Regions from separate parts of the Zea mays genome. Here region 1 is linked to region 2. The links are chromatin contacts, called in public Hi-C maps. All regions are on one chromosome and are shown on one strand. The core of a region is the stretch at or near the end of the contact, and the rest is flanking DNA. Distances in the headings are between cores, read along the strand shown.

What was found. A called contact is a pair of places that touch in the nucleus more often than the background predicts.
Region 1: a contact with region 2 is called in a Hi-C map of ear, with 1.6 times the contacts expected there. The contact joins the promoter of LOC100501220 here to the promoter of LOC100280926 in region 2. A contact is called at or near these places in 2 of 25 Hi-C or Micro-C datasets (ear and tassel).

The regions. Positions count from the first base shown.
Region 1 is chr9:10,994,004-10,998,628 of Zm-B73-REFERENCE-NAM-5.0, forward strand. It overlaps LOC100501220, which reads right to left and starts at 2,450. Exons shown (of 11, transcript NM_001362590.1): 1 at 2,110-2,450; 2 at 1,528-1,571; 3 at 626-749; 4 at 261-375. The coding sequence starts at 2,308.
Region 2 is chr9:10,773,387-10,778,137 of Zm-B73-REFERENCE-NAM-5.0, forward strand. LOC100280926 reads right to left here and starts at 1,354. Exons shown (of 17, transcript NM_001153846.3): 1 at 1,007-1,354; 2 at 756-899; 3 at 30-52. The coding sequence starts at 1,148.

The DNA.
Region 1 (4,625 bases), core at 1,200-3,699, 220 kb after region 2:
ACTAACTCCACCAAATTTTCTAGAGCTGGAGCTGTCCCAAACAGCGCCTTAGAGTTTGATAGAGGAGGCGATGTGATGCCTACACTCGATGAGATAACCTTAGCTATACAGAATATTAGGAAGTTGAATAAGTGCTTGATAGCTGCATTATACTCAGAATACAACTTAACCAGAACTACAAAATGATGACAAGATTGTTTGACATACAAATGAATGCATGGTACAGTAAGAGCAGTGGCAGAATTTGTCACAAACAATACCTCCTATCAGACATTTGTACATTTGCTGAACCTTTGTGTCCTAATTCTGGTCTGTTCTCCACCACACCATGTTGAAATCTGTTGTCCCTCACAACCCGAAATTCACGAGTAGGGCCTACATCAAGCAATCAGTTAACAATCAGGTGGAAACTGCTAGTTACACAACCAAAATATTGCACATATGTCACACAATATGTGAAAACTGCAGAAGCTTATAGTATGTCATGGGAAGCCAAGAACAAAGACAAGAAAGCTGGAGACAAACAATGTTGCCATGGAAAACAGGAAGCTATATATTTCATCATTGTCTAGAAGCATATCTACATAAGATCAGAATTACAGATGGTGGCCCTCAATTATGTTACCTGACATCTGACCCTGCTTGGGAGTTCTTTGATCATTTTCCATCTTTTGTGTATGTGGCTTCATCCATTGTGAGTTTTGCTCAACTTGTGCAGTGCTATCAGCAAAGCTCTTCTGGCCAGCACTCTAACAATGCAATAGTTTTTTCAGTGCAACGAAATAAAAGAATAGCAATGTATGATTTTCAGCATTACAGAAGCTTCATAACATGCATTACACACTTCAACAAAGAACCAATAAACCTAACATGTTTCCTCAATTGATAGAGAATTAATTTCGTTTCTTCACACCCAATTCCAGAAGCTCGCACACAAGGTAGGGTCAGGGGATGACAAGGAAAAAAGTGAGACATAGGAACACATAAGAGCAAATAAAGTGTTGTGGAATGCATGTCTTGTGCAGAAGCAGTGTGTGTGTCTACTCCTACTCCCTCAGTTCCAAATTGTAAGTTGTTTTAGCTTTTATTTCGTTTCTTCACACCCAATGCCAGAAGCTCGCACACAAGGTAGGGTCAGGGGATGACAAGGAAAAAAGTGAGAGGAACACATAAGAGCAAATAAAATGTTGTGGAATGCATGTCTTGTGCAGAAGCAGTGTGCGTGTCTACTCCTACTCCCTCAGTTCCAAATTGTAAGTTGTTTTAGCTTTGTCCTGAGTCAAACTTGCATCTAGTATTTGGAATTTGGAGGCCAGGTTTTCTTTTGCTAGCCTATTGAGTGACTATACGCAATTTAAGGACATAGAACTCCAAACGTTCCTTTTTGCTTTAGATTGTTTCAGAACATCACAAAAAGCTTAACATTGCAAGAAGAATATGTATAAGTATGCTATAAATAAAAAGAAACAACTCTAGATTTAATCATTCATCGTTCACTGAAAATGTACCCAAACAGAAAATGTATACCTCCTTCTTCTTGTCCCTTTTTCTTTTTACTTCATGAAATGGATCTGCAAGTACAAAAGGTACAAACAATGACGAATTACAATCACAAAGAAAACATGAGAAGATTTACTAGTAAGGCAATATATATTGCAAACAATGGCATCAAGCTGATCATAAAGAGATAGTTAGAACCCACGTGCTGCAAGCAATAGTAAGCACTGCCTTTTACAAATTTACAACATAGAATAGAACACGAAAATACAAGTAGCCCGGACAAATGTTAACAATTTGACCCTGCAAGAATATCATTGATATATATGGACATCATTGGCTAATCAAAATCACGAACCTCGTGATAGTATCATTAATCAATATCGATAATAACCATTAAACGGTGACCCACCCTAGCAGAGCCACCCCAAATATCCATAGCTCGAAAACCCTAGACCCGACGCGGCGATCCCCTGCGCCGGCACGGGTGCAGCAGCAGAGCCGACCCAATGCGCTAGGCGAGAGCCCACAAAACCCTAGCTCCCAGAACGGTACGAGATCGACCGAGTCGAGGCGACCCAGATCGGGAGAATAGGGAAGATGCAAGGGGACCTTGGTTGAGCAGCTTCTGCGCCGTCTCGTTGGGGTCCATGTTGGATTCGCGGAGGGTGTCCAAGATGTCGGCGTCGGAGTGGCCGACGACGACCTCCTTGATCGATTGGATGGTCGACTGTATCGCCGTGGTGGTTGTGGGAGAGCGCGCCGCCCCCGCCCTGTCGGAGCCGCGTGCCCCGCCGCCGCCGCCAGCCATGCCCGCCGCGAGAGGGGAGATCGCCCAAACGCGCGCTAGGACGGGGGAGCGGGTGGTGGTGGAGGCGCTCGCGATCGCCGCCGGAATCGCATCAAACGACACGAGGCCCTGGGTTTCGGGGGAGAGTGGGTCTGGGTTTTGGTTTGGTCGGAGTGGTTGGGGGCGGCCGGGCTCGGTGGGTGCGTGGTTTTCCAAGGGAAGGGGAAAATTGAGCTTGCTCTTTGAGTCAGGTGTCACACTCGTGAGCTTTGGGCGCGTTAACGTCTAGGTTGGCTAACGTCTAGGTTTGGGCGCGTTAATTGTCATCCTGGTCGAACCTGGTGCCTGGTTAACGTCTAGGTTGGTTATCTCAACTGTTCCATAGAGATGCTAAGCTTAAATTCTACTCCCTCCGTTTCTTTTTATTAGTCGCTGGATAGTGCAATTTTGTACTATCCAGCGACTAATAAAAAGAAACGGAGGGAGTATTAAAGTTTATTATATTTTGATGTAATCATGTTGTAAATAGTATATAATTTTACCATATCGTGTATTAAGTTGTAGTCGCCTTTAAACAAATTATAATAATTTATAATAGACAATAAATACATATTAATCCATCATTGAGAAAGACTAATGGTTGTACCAATAGAGCCTCACTATAGAGAAACGCTCATTTTTTTGTTTATCTTGGGAGCTAGGCCTAGAGATAATTTTTGCATCTGCAGAGGCTGGCCACGCAACCAAACACGTGGAGATTGCATTCGGTGAACATGGTCAATGGCATATGCAGGCAACCAATACATTCATAATAGATTGAGAATTATATCCCCGTCAGTGGTGACCCCACCAATCGCCAATGCTTATGGAATCAAGCACCATGTCATATCTGGTTGTAGCAGGTGCAGGTCCTCGCCTCATTTTAGTGTCCGCGTCCGGCGATGGCTCTGGTTCTTTGCGCTTCCATAAGCCCCCCCACTCCTATTAGGCGCTTGCACTCACCGTCTGTGGTGGCTCACCGCTCTGCCCCTTCGTGCTTCCATAGACGGTTATGACCTCTTCAGTACTCTATCTAGATCTAGCTGCAGCAGGTGTCCTCCTCAATAGTCAATCGAGTTCACTCTGTTGTTTACGCGCCATGAAGCATCTTCTAAAGACACCGCTCCAACCACCCTATTTTACCTTATGATATCCAGTTCGTGTATCAAACCATGTCTATTACAACCGTCTTGACCACGATTTAAGATGGTAACCATTAGCGCCATGCCACAAACTCATGAATTAGTGCATGAGCTTCACCTACCTCACACCTTCAAAAGTAGCAGCTCAACTTTGTGTTGCTTGGTTCCTAACTCGCACACATGAAAGGCACATCGTTTCTTTCATTTTTTCCCGTTGTTTGGCTATCCTCGATCTCTGTTGTCACCTCACCCATCCTCGGTTTGTGTCTGGCATTCCTTGTCCTTGCTCCAAGGATGAAGCATCAAAAAGGAGAAGGTGTCGTCGTTGTACGCTAGATGCTCAGATCATCTTCGTCGGTGACGAGCACCCAACATGTATCGACTGATTAAGTGTACAACACACCAACATGGACAAGTTAGTTTGATATTAGTATGAGTATAGGTTCACTTGAAGGCAATTTGAAAGTTCTAAGTCCTAAAAAGCTAAAATGGAGGATAGAAAGTGTAACTTTGGGTAAAAGGGTAAAACAATGAGGTTTGAGTACTTAGATAAGTTTCATATGCCTAATACTATGTTTCTAGCACTTTTGTTTCATCTTAAACCCAATTCTGTGAGAAAAGCGCTTCTAGGACGTAATTTGAGCCAAAATGCAAATCCTGGTAAACTTTGGTGAAAAGGTGAGTTCCTCACACTTAGTCAATTTGATTATGTACTAACTATATTTGTCTAGTCGTAGGAAAGCTCAAAATAAAGTCCAAGTAAAATGGAATAAGATTTGGTAGAAAGGACTTATCTACTCAGGTCTAGTAGGAATAAAAACGGTCGGGATAAATTTCATTCTGTTTCGCATCGTTTTCTATATTTAACTCGATCGAAATCGTATTTTTTCGTACAAATTCAGAAATGGTACGAAAAATGGGATACTAAATTCGGAATCGGTACGAAACAGTTTGGGTGCATCCTGACCATTTTCGTTTATCCCGTATTTATGAGGGGTTATCTCGTTTTTGGCAACAAACCATTAACCAGCAAAGCACTATGTGAGCTCTTTTGGCCAGCCCAAATGACCATGCGTCCGTCTACAGGCCAGCCACGCACTCGCATTGAACATGTCAACACAAGCATCCAAGGCTCCAAGCTAGTAGTTTACAGCATG
Region 2 (4,751 bases), core at 104-2,603:
ACAAATACATTAGCAAAAGAGTAAGTTACCTTCAGGGTCACGCCTTCTCCGCCTGGCCTCGTCCATGACATACAAAATTACAATTTAATCCGCAATAAAACAGTGCACCAATGACGTAAGAAAACAAGAAAGTTGAAATTTAACTTGCAGTAAAAAAAACAATATCATGTAGCTGAAAATTGCACAAACGAGATGAATTGTTGGTGCTACATACATGCACCTCGGTGCTCCTGGTTGACAAAGGAAATTACTGGATCTATTTATCCGAGTATCGGGAGTAGAGTAGTTGTCGATTTAGATTGCCTTTTTTTATAAGCAAACGAGAAAGTTAAAGTTTAATTTGCAGTAAATAACAATATCATGTAACTGAAAATTTGCACAGATGAAATGAAATGCCAGCGTCACAGGCACCTTGGCAGCCTTGGTTGACAAAGGAAATTGCTAAGCCTATGTAGATACGTTGAGTATCGGAGTAGAGTGGTTGTCAATTCAGATAGCCTTTTTTCCACCCCAAGGGGAACCTAAAGTAGATACGTTGAGAGCTGATCTTCTGCTACAATGGACATTTCTACATGCGGTAGGGAATATCCCAATTCCTGACGAATTAGTGACCGACATAGTGGCACCAAGCATCTCGCTTTCCTACCCATTTCTCCCCACCAACAAACAACGGAAGCACACAACTCTCTCAGTATATCGTGATGCGAAAACCAAACGAGCTAGAGGATGAGCGGCATAGGCAGAGACGTCCGTACCAGCATTGCTGGCGAGGAGCCCCTCCGCCCGGATGAAGTTGAAGCACTCCTGTAGGCGTCGCCTCTCGAACTTGGCGAAGCGCAGGTCCGTCCCGTCGGCCCCTCCGCCGCGGCTCGCCGTGTACACCAGCTTGATCAGAGTCCCTACCATACGAGCGCCAGGAACCCCCAACGCCGCTCCGTAAGAAGGCAGGCAGGCAGGCAGGCGCGCGGAATTGAAGTAGCGTCGCCGTAGGTAGGTATGTAGGTACCTCCGATGTCGAGGGCGAGGAGCGGGGACGCGGCGGGCTGGCGAGGGAGGAAGATGGGCGGGTTGCGATCCTCGAGGTCCCCGCGGATCTCGGCCCCCGAGAGGTCGACGACGCGGCCGCCGTGGCCCGTCGCCTCGGCCATGCTGCCGTGCCGTCACCAGATCGCTCGGCCTCGGGGCCTGGGCGCGCCGCGCTGACTGCGTCCTGCCCTCTGTTCGTACTTCGTCGCCGCCTCGGTTTGACCTACCTACTGGATCGCTGTGTTGCACCAGACTGCCGGCGTCGACTTCTCGCCGCTGGCTGTCTTGTCGATATGTCCACGCGGAATAGAAGCGGGGTTGGCTTGGTGTGTGGTGATCGGTTCACCGTCACCGGCTTGGAGACCAGAATAGAAGCGCAATAAAAACCGGGCACGGACAGCGCACGAGGCAGAGACAGAAGAGTCAGGATGATCGGGACGGCGCGCGATTTACGATTGGGATGGGACCGTAGGATCCGCTGGCGACGGGGCCTGCCGGCCTTGTTTTGGCCTCCCGCCGGTCGCCGGCGCGAACCGCTTGGTTGTGCTGGACGGGAAGACCCGCCCCCCACTGGGACCATTCTTAAAGGTCAGCTACTGCAGTGCTCCACTCCACGGTCAGACATCAAGCGTGCTATCCATGTTCGGATTAGGCTGGCGAGTCATTGCTTACGCAAACGATGGGTCACATCTCTGCAGGATTTTCTTCCCTATTTCTTTGAAGATTGAGCTTTTGCATCGCTATTCAACGCAAACGATGGATGCACGCCGGCAACACAATTAGCTAGCTAACCAATAACTATCTAACTATTAACTAATTTACTAAAAATAGTTAATAGTTAAACAATTAGCTAGAGTGTTGGGATGTTTCAACTAATTTTAGCCACTAACTATTTATTCTAGTACATTTAAATATTATCTTATTAAAAATAGTTAATAGTTAAATTATTAGCTAGGTTGTTTGGATGTTTTCAGCTAATTTTAATCACTAACTATTAGTTCTAGTACGTTCAAACAACCTCTAAATTGGAAATTGGAAATGAAGAATTCAATGAAGAAGACTAGAAGAGGGAGCAAGGAGCATATGCAGGCACGACGAAATCATGTGCCCTGCCACGGTCAGCATGGCCCGATGGCCGCGTGGGTCTACCATCAACAACTGGTAGGCTATGGCTAATCCGGTGCGGCTGTTTCTGCTTCGATCGTGTTCTGACCAACCAGTAAGACCCATTTAGAATGCACTAATGCAGGACTATGGGAACACAGAAACAGAGGAAAAAAACATAGGAATTAATGTAGGAATTAATGTATATCTCTACTACTACTTAAGAACGTAGTGTAGGCGTCCACAACAGGATGACGCACGGTTCTGCCCATCCCGGACGCGCTCATACCCTACCCCGTCTGTCGCGCCGCATCTCTGTGCCAAGAATCGCGGCCTCTCGCCCCAGCCCCGTCTCTCCCTACGCTCCCCTAGATCTCGCGTCGCGCGTCCGGCGTCCCCAACACGCTCGCCGCGATGAGATCCTGGATCCCCCGCGACATCCTCCTCCACCACGCCATGGCCGCCCCCGACGTCCTCCGCGCCGCGCCCGCCCCGACTCGCGATGCGCAAGCCCGCCTCCACCGACGCCGCCACGCTCTCCTCGCACCCACTGACCCTACGTCGTCTGGCCCGCCTGCTCGCGCTCCTTGCTCGTCCTCCTCGGCCTTGCGGATCTCTGCTCCCAATCTCACGTCGCGGCCTCCACATTTCACGTAGTCTATCTCTGCTCCCTGCGGCATGTTCTGTGGATCTCGTTCGCGAGGTTGGGGCGATGATGGCGGCGGGGGGGGCAGCCTACGATTTCTGCGCGCCTCGGTTCTACGCGCCTGCCCCTAATCCCGCGCCTCCGCTATGCTCCCTGCGCCGTGTTCTGCGGATTTCCGTTGATGGAAGGCTCGCTGTGCCCATACATTCTTTAACCTTATGTTTCTTGTTGGTGTAGGCTGATGCTGACCAGCAGCCCTGGATGCCACAACTGTTGTTTGTTGCTTGCCTAACCATTGCAGCCAAGATGGAGGAGACCGTGGTTCTTCGCCGTCTGGACATCCATCAGAATCAGGTGGATAAAATGGATATATAGTACAGTTTCACGTTTGAGTTCCCCAAATCTTTATCTCTATTATATATATGTGTCACAGGTTCCCAGCGAGAAGTACAGTTTCGATTTAGATGCTATTCAGAGGATGGAGATTTACGTTCTAGACTCTCTGAATTGGAGGATGCAAGTTGTGACGCCATTCTCTTACATCAACTATTTCGTGGACAAGTTCACTGGCGGGAAGCCGCTAAGTTGCGGATTCATTTCTCGGCGCACCGAGATCGTACTTGGCAGTCTTGAAGGTACATCAGATTACTTGAGCGAATCGGACTTGCCCGCCTTTTCCATTCGATAAGCACGTGTTCGTCTGTGTGCATTTGATTTGCAGCAACGAAGCTCCTACAGTTCAGGCCTTTTGAGATGGCAGCAGTGGTTCTGTCAGCAGCTGCTGAGTCTCAAGTCATTGCCTTCAGCGGCGCTCTTTTAGCTTCTAATATCCCTGTCAATAAGGTGTAAATCCTCTCTCTCTCTCTCTCTCTGACTTTCTCTGAAGGTTTAGTATTTTTTTTAATGTACGTATTTACATTTCTAGGAAAATGTAAGGATATGCCATGAAGCATTGCAAGAAGTGGGATTAGTGAAGAAGAAAACAGACTACACTGCGAGTCCATCTCGCGTGCTGGATGCCTCATGCTTCAGCTTCAAGACTGACGATAACCAGACAGCCGGCTCAGCACTCACCGTCCTATTTGCTTCCGATATACGTACAGTGTTTGTGATGAGATTGATTTTTAACAGAGACGCCCAGTTTGGTCTGATAACCTTGCCAATCTTTTCAACTGATTATTGTATAAAATAAACATTAGTTTTTTTGTCAAGACATCTTACTAATGTTGTCAAGACCTTAGTAAACTGGCTAAGGCTCTGGATGCAATTAGATGCACAGGTTGATCTTGATATCCCTTCCCACTTTTTTTCCTGTAGTTTGATGGAGATGGTAAACTGGCTAAGGCTCTGGATGCAAGACCTCTTACTAAAGTTGTCAAGGACCTCGAAGCCAAGATGAAAGGTGGGCAGTCAAGTTAAAGGGGCTAGGTCTTTCATGCAGATAGACTTCACAGGATGGATAATGGCATTGTTTAGTTGAAGATATGGTCCCACGCGCAACATACATACAGAGAAGAATATGAGTTTTGTTTTATTCTTATCTCCTTTACGTTTTTTTTTATTTTTGGCTTCACTTTGCTCCCTGTCACAATCAAACCAATTGTCAGTCAGTATGCATAGTCGTCCGCTATTGCTCTGTATCTTCAGCTTTTGTATGAGGATATTATATCATTTGTTTTGGTATATAAATCAAAGAACGGGCTATGTTTCTAGCAGGCTTGTTCTGTACCAAACTGATCACTTGTTAATTATGATGAATGAGGCCTGCTGATATTCACTTTGAACAGCATCTAGGTTAATGTGTTGCCTGTGCCAGTCGAGCTACTTGGATTGTGTGTACCTCATGATTTTGTTTTGGGTAGAAAGACAGATGATCAGTATCCAACACAGATGATCATGCCACTGGCCTAATTGTTGAATTCATTAGGCCCTCACTGCTAGGTAGGGATAATGCAGGAGCCTTAGGAGTTGATTG